2 separate regions of the Mus musculus genome follow, and region 2 is linked to region 1. Evidence: chromatin contacts called from public HiCAR-type data. All regions are on one chromosome and are shown on one strand. The core of a region is the stretch at or near the end of the contact, and the rest is flanking DNA. Distances in the headings are between cores, read along the strand shown. Region 1 overlaps Havcr2 (hepatitis A virus cellular receptor 2). Region 2 overlaps Timd2 (T cell immunoglobulin and mucin domain containing 2).

Region 1 (6,995 bases), core at 1,574-4,073:
TTTTTCTCAGCATCTGTAGTATTGTTTGAGGTGAATGAGGTGGTGGACCACATCTTAGCCGCCTGGGTTAGGATTCTAATTCACAAACTAGCCAGGTGAACAGAGGCAAGGCTGTTTGATTCTCTGGTTCTCTGCTTCCTCTTCTGTCCAAAGAGCAGGGCCCGGAGACCACTGGATTTCCTGTCTCAGGAAAATGCCCGGCCCCTACCATGGAGAAATGATTTTGGATAGCCATAGATTTTGCTATGCAAAGGAAGAGAAATATTTACTATCGCCATTGTTTCATTTAGAAAGGCATTTAGGGCTAGAGAGATGATTCAGCTATTAAAGGCCAAGGCTCACAAATAACAATGGCTTTAACTTACTTTAAAATGTTATCACATTGTGTGTGTGTGTGTGTGTGTGTGTGTGTGTGCACGTGCGCACGCGTGTACACTCATGTGTCATGGATGGCATGTAGCAGCAAGGGAAAAATTTGGAGGTACCTGCTTTTTCCTTGAACTGTATAGGATGAGGGGATCAGACTCAGGTCTCAGGCAAGTACCCTTATACATGGAGCCATTTAGCTGGCCCTTACATAAAACTTAATTAAAAAAAAAACCCTAATAAGAAATTGTTCTCTTCTAGTTAAATATTAAGTAAACAAGCGTCTAAAAGGAAAGGCTCACAGCATCGTCTTCATTATTTTCTGATTTACTCTGAGCAGGCATGTTGCTTATATCTGGGGTTAATGGGTTGATTAGGTGTCATTCAGGGCCCTTTCTAGCAGGTTGCATAAGGAGGAACTGCAATTCTCATAGGGCACGAGGCTGAAAGCTGTCCCAGAAGATAAACAGGAGAGGAAAGGCTGTCTTATTCTAAAAATAAGAAAAGAAATGGAAAATGAAATTCATTGACATTTAAAGTCTTGTTTACAGATGTTATACTCTGCCAGTGACTGATAAATCATTTGGATAGCTATGTACACTTTTTGCTTACTGCAAAAGTGAGCATATACACTATTTGAATATTAGGAGGGTTGAACCTTTAAAAGTGAGAATGGAATTTCCTAAACTCACAGGAAACAGAACAAATGTGTTCTTCTCTTATTGAAGGAGCCAAGGCTGGATCCCAGGGGAGTCTTTAGCTCTGGAGAAGGCCTTCTCTGAGTCCCAGCTTTCTAATCCATAGTCCATGTCATGGGCAGAGCTCTCTAGCATAGCATCCTGTTTCCGGGTTGCTGTGTTAGTGCAGCAGGTATAGCCCCTTGCCATGAGGGTTGAGTTAGATCTCAAGTCCCCAAATGGTGGAGAACTGCCACAGATTGTCCTCTGGCCTCTGTATGGACACCAACGCATCCTCTGCCAGCTAAGCTAAACCTCCAGCCCTGACTTCTTTACTCCCCGCCCCCATTTCATTTTGCTACAAACATGAACAAGAGATAACTATAACGTTACTTTTTATTTCTGTTTTTCCCAGGGAACCCAAGACTGCACTAGAGTGTAAACAGCAGGAAGGAGAAATGAAACACACACACACTGAGATAAAATAAAACAAAATGTTTTTTCTTCTTCTAAAAATGGCAAAATAGTGGTACATCTACATAATACTAAGATGAGGGCTAGGTATGATGGCGCACACCTTTAATCCCAGCACTCGGGAGGCAGGGGCAGGCAGATCTCTGTGAGTTCAATGCCAGCTTGATCTACATACCAAGTTCCAGGACATCTGGGGCGACATAGAGAGACCTTGTCTCAACAAAACCAAATCAAACCAAATCATAAAAGGATGAACAGTGCTAAGCACCACATCTGGTACCTACGTGCCAAGTAGACAGTACCTACAACATTTGTGTACATTCATGACCATTTCATTTCTCCTTCCTGCTGCTTACACTCTAGTGCAGTCTTGAGTTCCCCAGGAAAAACAGAATAATAAATATTGTTACAGACATCTTTGTTTATGTTTGTAGCAAAATAAAATAGGGGTGAGGAGTAAAGAAGCCAGAGCTGGAGGTTTAGCTTAATTGGCAGAGTCTTTGTCTAGCTTACATGCAAGCCCTGAGTTTGATTCCCAGCACCACGTAAATCAAGCGTGGTGGGGCAGGCAGGCTGGTAAACCCAGCACTCAGGAGGATCAGGAGTTGAAGGTCAGTCTGGCTATAGGGAGGGTCTGAGTGCAACCTGGGTTGCATGAGTCACTGTCTCAAAAAAGGAAGAGAGAGACAGACGAGACAGAGAACAATTCATTCTCATCACTGAGACCAAGAGTCATAAAGATGGGGAAGCAGAAGTGGGATTTCCACTTTAGAGATTGCATGTGGTGAAAGACTCCTGTTTACTTTGAAGTCCCACCTACTCCCCCTGCGGTTTTTATGATTTAAATCGCTTTCAGGTAATGAGAACAAAGCTGGAACATGTTTGTTTGTTTTTCTTCATAAATAATTTTAAGCCAAGACAGACTTTGTACTGTTTAGACCACAGTCTATTAAACTCAGATTTCCTGGAAGCCTTGAAAAGTTTAGAGTTTGAAGGGTCTGAAAGGTGACCGTGACTTTTCACAATCTCTGACTCCAGCAGCAAAAGGAATGAGTTGCTTTTGTTTTCTGGCAGCTGACAGCTCTTTGCGTGCCTGATGCTGTGTCCCCCTCCTGCTCCTTATCTTGCTTTTGCCCCTGTCCCCTCTACCTGGAGACAAATGAGCTCAAAGGAGAGATGGTGGCTGTCAGATGAGCTATGTGACTCTCTTCGTGTTGGTGACGTTGCTGGGTGAAGCTCTTGAGAATGCTGAAGTTAAGCTTGTGGCTTTGGAGCCGTGTGAGCCTACATGGGAAGCTGTTCTTACTCATGCAGCAGGGTGTGGCCTCAATCTCAGTTTCTTCCCTTGTCCAAATGACTAAGTCTCTACCCTTTAGAACAGTTGCGGTTTTACTTTTTATTTTATTTTTATTTAAAGATTTGATTAGTGTCTGTTCATTATATGTAGAACAGGTTCTCTGCAGATATTTTTACTCAAGGATATCATCTATTCTGACAATATCTATCCTTCATCCCCTTCGTCTTCTCCCTGCCCTCGCTCGATAGTCTGCTTCTTTCTGGATATAGTCTCACCTTTGTCTTCATTGCATATAAGCGACTTTTGCACTGAGTGAGAAGTTTGACATTTCACATACAGAAATCTAGTTTTCCCAGTTCCTTTCATTGAAGATGCTGTCCCTCAACCCGCCCCCCCCCCACGCCCTCCATGGTCCCATTGCATGTATTGGGTATGCTTGTCAAGAAGAGAAAAAAAAGGCAGGTGTCTTCAGACATGTGACTTTGTTTCCAGCTCCTTCACCCCATCCAGCTGCGCTACCTGTATGTGTTAGTCTGATGCTGCTTGTCGCTGGGTCTCTCTGTATATGAGCTGAGATCAGGATTGCTTTCTATCAGAGGTCTTCGAGTTTTGGGATGAGTCCCATTGCTGTGAAGACTGGTCATGGGACTTGGGGTGGGGATTACGTGGAACCTGTACACTGTTTTTGGTAAGATAGATACTTTCATATTACTTCTGCTCATCTATGAGAAATCTTTCTGCATTATGGTGTTTTCTTCTATTTAAAATGTTAATTATAGAGCTTTTTTTTCTTTTATTTTCTTGGCAAGTATTATTTCTAGGTATTTTTATCTTATATTTTTTTAAAGATTTGTTTATTTATATCTATGTTATGCGTGTGAGTGCTTTGCAGGCATATCTGTAAGTGCACTACTTGCCTGTCTGGTGCCAACAGAAGCTAGAAGAGGATTCTAGATCCTTTTGGACTACAAGTTGTAAAAGACTGCGAACCACCATGTGGGTGCTGGGAACCAAACCCAGGTCCTCTGTAAGAGCTATAAGTGGCCCTAACCAATGAGCCGTCTCTCTAGCCCCTACATGACTTTGTTTTTAGAAAGACAAGGTCTTAGTATGTAGCGCTGGTCATCCTGTAACTCACAGTGTAGATTAGGGTGGTCCCAAGCTCATGGAGATCTGCCTACCTCTGCCTTCCAAATGCTGGGGTTGAAGGTGTGTGCCAGCACACCAAGAGAATTTTATTTGTTGCAACTATTGTGAATGGATTGTTTTCTTGATTTCTTTCTCATCGGATTTGTTATCGGCATATAAGAAAGCTTTGAGTTTTGTGTATTGATTTTGTATCTAAGCATCAACTCTAAGAGTTTTCAGTCTTTGGTGTGTCTTACATACACGATTGTGTTATCTATAAATAGAAATGCTTCGACTCTGTTTTCTATTGATATCGCGTTTATTTCTCTCTCTTTTCTAATTGTGCTAAGAGTTCAAAAATTATGTCGGATAAGAATGGAGAAAGTAGACACTCCTGTCTAGTTCCTGACTTTAGTGGAAAGTTCTTTTTAAAAAATTTCCTCCATTTATTATAATGTTGGTGGTAGGGTTGTTGTTTATAAACTTTATATTGAGTAGTGTTTCTTCTTAATAAGTTTTTTGGAAACAGAGTCACATACTACTTCCAAACTTGCTTTGTAGCCAGTGATGACCTTGGACTGCTGATCCTGTTGCCCGATCATAGGCATAAGTTTTCAGGCTTAGTTTATGCAATACTAGCAATCAAACCCAGGGCCTCTGTGTATGCTAGGCAGCTACTCTTAGCAACTGAGCATCTTCTTCCACAGCCCCTATGTTGAAGTATGCTCCTTCAAGTCCTGCTTTCTTCTCAATCTTTTTTTTTTCCTAAAGGCATGTTGAACCTTGTCACAGACCCTTTCTGAGTCTGCTGAAATGATCAGCTGATTTTTGTCCTTGACTCTATGTCCTGCCATGTCCTTGCACAGCTCTAGGGACTTGACCTCATCAAAGCAGTGAGGAAATGAAGAACAGAGAAACACAGACACACAGGGACCCTGGGACTGAGTGGCCTGGACTCTTGGATGGTGTACCCTCAGCGACTGGGATGCTCAGCATGGTTTTATGTAGAGTTGAGCAGGGAGGTGGGGTTATTGCATATGGCTGCACGAGGAGGCAGCTTCAGCTAATCTCAGCATTAGCAGGCTCTGGAAGGGAGCAGCCGCCCGGCTGTGAACATCAGGTAGGGATGGATGATGGACATTTTCTGGCCACATTGTCAACATTCAAACTTGAATCCCGAGGCAGGTTTTGCCATCCTTGAACCTCAATCCAGGGAAGGCTTTGCCACTCCCATGGAGACCTCGACATGGCCAGACCCAAGTTAACAGCACACATTCACTAGGGGCTTCTTCCAATCCTCACAATGTACTACACTCAATTTTAGACAAAAGTCCAGTAAACCCATTTAATCAATTTATGTGAGTGATTAAATTATTGATTTGCAAATGGTGGACCATCCCTTCTGATGATGAAGCCATTTTCATCACACAACAAGCTTTTTTTTTTTTTAATTATTGAATTTGGTTTGCAAGCTGTTTGTTTGCTGTTATTATTGTTGTTGGTTTTTTTTTTTTTTTTTTTGATGCAGGGTTTCCCTGTGTTGCTCTGGCTGCCTAGCCTGGAAGGTTTGCAGCTTTGTATTAATAATTACTTTTGCATTAGTTTTCATCAGGAAGATTAGCCTTTTGTTATAGTTATGTCCTTTGCTGGTTTGGGTATCAGGATAATCAACATTGGTTCTATAAAGTGAGTTTGGCAGCATTTCTTCCATTTATAGTTCATGTAACTCACCCAAGGAACATGGTGTTAGTTAATTTTTTAAAGGTCTGGTAGAATTTAGCAGTGAACACATCTGGGCTCAATTTAGCTGGAAGACTTTTTAAAGATTATGGCTTCAATTTTATTGTTCATTATAAATGTCCATGAGAGGTTTAGATTCCATTCGTTTAATTTTGGTTGGTCACATGTGTTTAGAAACCAATGCATTCTTTTAGATTTTTCAGTTTAGTGGAATATATGTCTTTTGAGTATGTCATAATGATTTTCTGAATGCCATTTGTAGCAGTTGTAATATCTCCCTTCTCATCTCTAATTTCCTCATGTACTTGGGTCTTTTCTCTCCCTTTTGGTTAGTTTGTCTAATTTGTTAACTAGTTTGGTGTATCTTCCTATGGATTCTTTGTGCTGGAAGTTTTGTTGCTATTTTATTACTTTCTACCCGAATGTCTATTGCTTCCAGATACTATTTTTGGGTTTGATAGTTCTTGTTTTTCTAAGACCTTGAGTCACATCATTAAGTTATCACTTGCGTTTTCTTTGAATTTTTAAATGTAGGTCCTTACATATCTATAAACTTCCCCAGTGAACTGCATTCATAATATTCTGCAGATTGCAATATATTATAATTTGAGGAATTTGTTAATTTCCTTCCCAATTTCTTTGATGACCAATTTATCACCCAGTCCTGATAAATTAATCTCTCAGTCATTCATTTTCCCTGAGTTTGTGTTTTTAGGCTAGTTCTTTTTACTGAATGAGAAAGTTCAATTAAAAGTGTTTGGCAATGTATTCTCTCCCCCACACAATACACTCGAGGGGAAGGGGGGCTGGGGCGCAGCAGACTGGTTACCTACCCCACACTAAGGAAGATGGGGCCCCACCCCGTGGATGCTGCAGCAGAGTGAGGATGGGGGCCCACTTTGATGGGAAAAGGGTGTAGGGCCACCTCCCCTTGTTCTGTGGGGGAGGGGTGGCCAGTATTTGTCCCAGCCTGGGGCTTCCTCCCTGGTTTCTTATTTGCAGTTACTTGAATAAAAAACAAATAGCCTTTTCTGGACAGTCAAAAAAAAAAAAAAGTGTTTGGCAAAATGCCTGATTCCTGGTGAACTGTAGCTTTTGTTTCCATTTGGAAACAACTAAATACCTTGCCAATGAATAAATGTTAAATTTTTTTTTGAGAATTTTGTGTCTTTGAAAGTGTGATCAGAATATGACTAAACATTATCAACGTTATTAGGTTGCTGTAGCACTCTAGGCCCTCTGGACAAAACCAAGGACATATTCAGTATAAATACTCTGGTGAATGAAAATAAAGAAAAGGAGGCTATGACTGC
Region 2 (6,881 bases), core at 1,535-4,034, 210 kb after region 1:
ATGGACATCAACGCGGTGTAGCATGGATCTCGGAGGTCTTTCTAGGAGACTTAACCCAGAAATCAAGCATTCTTCGTCTCAGATGTCTTGTTGCTCAGAGTCAGGGTGATCCTGTGGTTTCCAGGGGCAGGACCTACACAAGCTCCAGGCTGCTACATACAATCTTGTTCTTCATGGCCACTGTCCAACTGATATCTCAGGCTAAAACGTGTTTGTGGCACATAGGCAGCTCCTGGATGGAAGGTTTCCCCTCCCCAGCAGGGTGAGCAGCTTGAGGGGCAGCAGCAACAGCAGTGGCTGCATGCTGCTGGCAGGGTCAGTGGGTAGAGCAGTGGCCACAGATATTGCTAGGGGAAAGATGGCACAGTGGTGGCCTGAGCCTCCTGGCATCCCAGGAGCCCACTCTGCTCTGCAGGGACATACTCCTTTGTCCCCCTGCCACACTTCCAGACCTGTCACCACCACTGAATCTCTAGTTCTGCTTCTCTTTGCTGTGAACACCATTGCTTTCAGCCATCTTCTCTCCCAATTTCCCAAACTCCCATCTCCTCAGAATGAATTTTCTATATTGAAAAGCTGGAGTCTATGTTAGAGAGCCACTCAGTATGGTTATCACGCATAACCTCTGAGTTCCAAATTCCCAGGCTTTACAACAATGAGCAATGATATCTCCAGATTTGGCTCCACCTACTGGCTCAGGCACAGAGGTACAACCTCCAGTCTTACTGATAGTTGTTGAGGTCTGTCCTGACTCTGAAGGCAAGGCTAGACTCTCTCCCTCTGTGTGCTCAGTCTGAACCCAGCCTCCTGCTGTCTGTTCCACCTAGTGCCTGGTCTGCATCCTTCCCAAAGCTGTATCTCTGGGCCTTTCCTCAGTGAAGACTGAAAGACTATACTGAGGCCTTGTTTCAAAATGGCTTCTGTGTGAGGCCTTTGAGTTACAAGTAGGAAAATGGGATTCTTCCCTCCTGATGACTCATCAGCCAGAGGATTCAGCTCAATCAAACCCACAGCTGGGTTCAGGGCTTGTGAGGGCTGTGGGCCTGTCCTGTGGTAGGACTGCCCATCTCTGCTCCTGCTCACCTTTGGAAACTGTTTCTTCCCCCTCTGCTTCCTGGGAAACTGCAGGGATGAGACCCAGGCTTCTGCTCACTTCTCTGCATCAAGTGCCCCTCTCTTCCCCCTTTCAGGGACCCTTTCATTCCCTGCTGCATCTCTGAAGCTCTGTATTCCTTCCTTGAGAAGCAGCCTGTATTTTCTTATTCTAATCAACTTCTTTCCAGGCTCACAGAGAGGCAGTCTCTAATCTCCCTTCTCACCTGGAAGTCCCTACACTCTGGATACCTAAATCAGTTGAAAACTCATCTGATATATGCACAATGTCTCTGCACATGAATATTCACACCAGATAGTTTAGTTTCCAGAGTTGGAAACTTCCAAACTGTCTCCTATAGCAATGAATCAATAAGGTTTAGTATACTCCAACTAAATGACTCCAATGAAATAAATGGTACTTATCTATAAATTCTGGAGCTGTGCTGGCCATGGTCATGCACACATTATCTCTGCACTCAAGGTACTGAGGCAGAAGGACCTCAAATAAGAGGCTCATCTACTGTACAGGAATAATCTATCTCAAAAAAGTAAAACCCCAGCTGTTGAGATGACTCAGCTGTTAGGGCCATTGCTATTCTTACAGAAGACACTAGTTCTATTCCCAGTACTCATGTGAGGTGATTCATAGCTGTCTGTATTTCTGGTTCCAGGGAATTGAACACTAATTTTTGGTCTCCCTGGGCAGGCACACATACATATAAGTAAAATTTTTAAAAAAATCAAACAAAAGCCGGGCATGATGGCACACGCCTTTAATCCCAGCATTCGGGAGGCAGAGGCAGGTAGATTTCTGAGTTCAAGGCCAGCCTGGTCTACAAAGTGAGTTCCAGGAAAGCCAGGGCTACACAGAGAAACCCTGTCTCAAAAAACCAAAAAAGAAAAATAAATAAATAAATAAATAAATAAATAAATAAAATAAAAAAATCAAACAAGAACCACAAAGAAACAAATTATAGTTGAGATTTAGGAAAGGGAGGGATAACTGGATGACACAAGTACCCTCAGAGTCAGGACATATGTCATCAATTATCAATGAGACTAGAGTTTGGTGCCTCTGAGGCTATGCCAATGGGTGAAACAGATTCTGGAGGGATCTATTGTTCATTGTAAAGCCTGGGAATGTGGCACTTTGGGAGCTATTTTCTGGTCTGTCACACTATTATCTATGAAGCAATATTAGTGAGTATATGTCATAATACATTTGTCAAATGTATTATCTCAGGATGCACAGAAGCAAGAGAAAGAGACTATGAACTTCAGTTCAGTGGCCAATTGTGCCAGGATTGGTTCATCAGTGCCACAGTGATGGGGATTGCTGATGCTGGCAAGGCCTCTCCCTCTTCCCCTCCTCCCCCTCTCCCAGCCCCCCTTCTCTCTCTCTCTTGCTCTATCTCATTCTCTGTTTCAGTCAGCACGTGTGTATGCTTGTGTAGGTTGGGGAAGGTGGTTTTGTGAAAAAGAAATCTCTGTACCTCCCACTTAGTTTTGCTATGAGCATAAAACTATTCTTAAAAAACAAAATATGCTAAAATTATGACTGAATTGTCATCGAAGTATTTTTAGGCTCCTGCATGTGCAAAACTAGTAAAGACAGGCATCCCATATCTGTGTTATACAGTGCAGAATAGGGGTCACCTTCCAGCATCTCTCCACAGCACAGTGGGGATTTTGTCTTTTACTTTTTTTTTTTTTTTGATGAATCTTTGAGTTCTTTGAAGGCCCAGGGACAGAGTCAGCTAGCAGCTGTGCACCAGCTTCCTGGGGAGCCTCACAGATGCATGGGAGCACTCAGACTTCCTGTTCCCAACACTACCTCCCTGGAGGCCAGACCTGGGCCAGACCTGCTCTCACTGACCTCACGCCCTGACCACGACTTGGTTGTACACCTGCCCTCGCCCATTGTTGGTATTGTGCTATTCCAATTTGTGCATTTTATGTTCTTCCAGAGGATTTATTCAGACATCAAGAAGGCATTCTCTCCTCTGTCCTCTGAGTCTCCTTAGGCCAGTGGGTTTTAGTCTGAGCCACCACATAAATCATCCAGAGAAGTTGAACACTTAGGACACCAGAGACTGCAATTAGTGGGCTCATGGACAGTTTTCAGCTCTCCAGATGACTCAGCTGAAGGGCCAAAGTGACAAACTATAGGACTTGATGAGACCTTGATATTTTCCCAACTTCAACACTCCCCTCCAGCTAATCACAAAGATAAATTAAGAAGAATGAATAAGACACATGTGAAAAAGTTTAACTTCTAATATTGTGCTTGGAAGCATTTATGAACCTCAAAAGACCACCAAGGAGCCAAATAACAATACGATCCCCTTAGGGTCTCTTTATTTTACACTGGAGTTTGGCCTTACTGCTAAGCATAGGACGGTTTGGTGAAGCAACTCTGAACCCTCATTTGGAAAGAGTTTTACAGTAGAATAGGAGCAAGTGAGGGGTGTCTAGTCTGACGAGCATCTAACAGAATGAGTACTGTCAGCTCTCAGGTGCATGCTCTGAAGCAAGACCATGGCAATCACAAATGGTCGGAAAGTACATCTGAAACAGTCAGACTAATCTTTGATTGACTGTTGCTAGGAAGTAGCTAGGGAGTAACTCTGGGTTATGGGCCAAGGACATGGGGTCCTTCCTGGCACTTGGGTGTAGCATGAGTTCAGCTGTAGGTCATTTTCCTAGGCTTTTTTTCTTTAAGATGGAGGCTGGTCTTAAGATGCAATAGGTTTAGCTTCTTAAAACCTCTTTTAAAATCAAGCTGTAGACTATAACTCCTGTACTTTCACCATCCATAGTATTTCTAGGGAAGCTACAAATCAGGGCTGTCATGGCTAAAAACATTCTTTGATGTATAATCGCTGCATATTTAAGAAAAATAAAACAATGTACTTTAAGCATAATTATTTTTACAGCAGATGAAGGAGGCTCCATTGGCAAACCCAGACAGAATGCAACTTTCCACTCACTATCTGACTTTTCAAAAACAAAAACAAACAAACAAGCAAATATTAAAAACCAATCCAAACCAAACCAAACCAAACCAAAACCTACTCACCAATCAACCACCCAACCAATCAACCAAACAGCCAAACAAACCCGAAGCAGACACACATTCATTTCCTAGAACTCCATAGTACAGCACTGGGAGTCTGTACTAAGATCCAGCACCCTGCTCTCCTTGGCTATGGGTTGAATGTCTCTGATCCGGTGTCAAGAATCATGCAGACTGATATAGACATTAACAAACTCTAGCCAATCTGCTCTTTTCAACAACCAAACTGCAACAACTTTTGTTAGTTCTTAGCAAAACCAAATATTTTATTGATTGTGACAAATTGCTTCATTATGAAAAGTAGATAGTCCCAAATACTGTCACACCTGCCATAAGGCTTCTCTCAGCAGAGAGCCTGTGCCCTTCTCTCTTGCCTTTCCTTCCCCTTTCATTTCTTCACTATCTCCTCCTAGCACCTAATTCAGAGCTCAGTGGGTAAGTTTAGGAACAGTAAGCACCAAGACAGAAGTGGAGTAGAAATAGCACCAATGAACTGAATCCCTTGATCCATTATTTTCTTCCCCTGATGTGTGCCTGGTCCATAGTCACCATGATAACCTCTCCTAATAATGAACACCCACCCTTATCCTAAGACCAACGGCATAATAAATGATCTTATTTCCAGAAGTATGAGAAATTTGCCACCTCTAAAAGCGACATTAGATTTCCTTAAAACCTCCATGCTCTCATTATTGAAGCCCTTTGGGCAAGATGGGGGAAGTGACATTTCAAAGTATGATAAAATAGATAAAACATGATTATGAAATTCTTCTGAATTCAGAACTTCCCTCCCACCCACACATTTTTTTAAACTTTTAAATATTATTTCTCTCTTAATGGTTTAAATAACCAAGACTATTTCTGTATTATCAGTAATTGTGTTGACTCAGAAAAAAAATCAACCCTCTGAAATGTTCACATTTGAGAAAATCGCTGCAGTGAATGGAGACACTGAGGCGGTGCTGATACAAGAATTAGGATGATGTTAAACTTGAGTTGAGTGTACACAGTAGAGGGTTACCCTCTCCACTACAGCTGGAAGAACCAACACAGAAAATTGCTCTGGACGCTGTGATATCACTGACAGTCTCTTTAATCTCAGGCAGAAGGTGCCTCAGAGGGCCACTAGGACTCTTCTTCGGGGTAAGGAGTGTCTTCAATAATGTAGACCTGGTCTTCACATCTGGTCCGTTCGACCACTTTTTTGGGGGAAGCTCCAATCTTAGAGATAGGGAAGGCAACGAAGCTGCAGAGAGAGAGAGAAAAAGAGAGATGTTGAAAGAATAAGAGGCCATCTTTAGAGTCTGAGTGGAACATTTGTGATACATACTCAGGACTCCAGAAGCTCCATGCACAAAAACTGCAACAGTGAATAGTTCCACACAGGCCCTCAGTATTAAGTCATAGAAATGTGATTATCATCAGACTAAGAATTATTTTTTGTTTTTAAAGAGCAGCTCATATTCAAATCTTCTACATTACTTACGTAATAGAAGGAAAGTTGTATGAAGACATAACTAGCATCAAAGCAGGTACCCAATTAGGATGTGCATTTGAAACTGGATTTAAAATGAAAAGTCCTGTATTTACTTTGGATTGCGATGCTTTAGAGAGGGTTAGGAGGGCCCGGTGACCTGAGTGATAACCCTGGAACCGTGGGAGGGTACAAGGAAAGAACCAACTCCACAATGTTGTTCTCCAACCCCCACAGGTGCCATTACACATCGCCTCCGCCCTCAGCCAAGGCACTATGCATACAATTAGTGTGAAGTTCTATTTTAAAGCAAAGGTTTTGAAACCTGCATAGAATCTACATCCTCTTAACATTAAGAGTAGAATAGAGGGAAAATGGTGGGACTTCTGGGTCCCAAGAGAAAGGTCAGGGGTGCAGGAAAAAAAATGTTGATATAAATCTATATAATGATAACAAAATTTGAAATTAATACTGTTACTCTAAGATAGGAATTATACCTTTGCAACTCATCTAAGAGTGTGAGGCTTGAACCTAGTCGTTCTAGTAGGTGCTAGCACAACACAGCGCCTTTTCTTTCTTTTCTGGTTTTTCGAGACAGGGTTTCTCTGTGTAGCCCTGGCAGTCCTGGAACTCACTCTGTAGACCAGGCCGGCCTCAAACTCAGAAATCCGCCTGCCTCTGCCTCACGAGTGCTGGGATCAAAGGCGTGTGCCACCACGCCAAGCCAGCTACATAGTGCCTTTTCACAGGGGCTGGTGTGTGTTACATAATCTCAAAGTCCACTTGTATGACACATATTCACATACGTTGCATGCACAAAAACATCAGACACTGAACTGAAGAAAATCAATTTGGGAAGAGGACTGCTGGCCCATTGCAGCTACAGGAGGTGGTTCTCGTGGAGGTCATTCACTACCCCTGTTAGTCAGGGTACTCGCAGTGGACTGATATTTGAGCTTCATAGAACTCATGGAAAAAGCAAATCAGATTTTAAAAGGGACTAACTTTAATTGTCAATGATGTGTGACATAATGGAGCTTTGTGATTTGTACACAGTGGCCTTCTCTACTACTGATATGTAGACCCAAAATGAAGGTGTCTAGTTGGCCACATAAGGAACACCTGTGGTGAGAATAAGGAAAAGAGCAATCCAGCTTCACTCTACCTGGGACTGTCACATATGTAGGGAGACAGTGCAAGGTCAAGACACTCAAGAGTCAGTGTGATACAACTGAG

What was found. HiCAR-type assays count read pairs that join an accessible place to other places.
Region 2: a HiCAR-type map of Th17 cells shows a contact between it and region 1, with 8 times the contacts expected there. The contact joins two enhancer-like sites. A contact is called at or near these places in 1 of 15 datasets of contacts at CTCF or cohesin (CD8 T cells), 4 of 484 Hi-C or Micro-C datasets (Th1 cells, double positive thymocytes, embryonic stem cells and 1 more) and 2 of 115 datasets of contacts at active chromatin or transcription factors (CD8 T cells and Th17 cells).

The regions. Positions count from the first base shown.
Region 1 is chr11:46,459,383-46,466,377 of GRCm38.p6, forward strand. The region is part of intron 3 of Havcr2 (hepatitis A virus cellular receptor 2); the gene reads left to right. Among named protein-coding and RNA genes, the nearest start is that of Havcr2, 7.9 kb to the left of the region's middle. Within about 2 kb of position 2,824, at least 87 of the 459 cell types and tissues checked have an H3K27ac peak or open chromatin away from gene starts, as enhancers often do. A contact at or near this core is called in Th17 cells, where this site is marked.
Region 2 is chr11:46,665,602-46,672,482 of GRCm38.p6, forward strand. It overlaps Timd2 (T cell immunoglobulin and mucin domain containing 2), which reads right to left. Exons shown (of 9, transcript NM_001161355.1): 9 at 3,359-5,417. The coding sequence ends at 5,297. Among named protein-coding and RNA genes, the nearest start is that of Timd2, 30 kb to the right of the region's middle. Within about 2 kb of position 2,785, at least 6 of the 459 cell types and tissues checked have an H3K27ac peak or open chromatin away from gene starts, as enhancers often do. A contact at or near this core is called in Th17 cells, where this site is marked.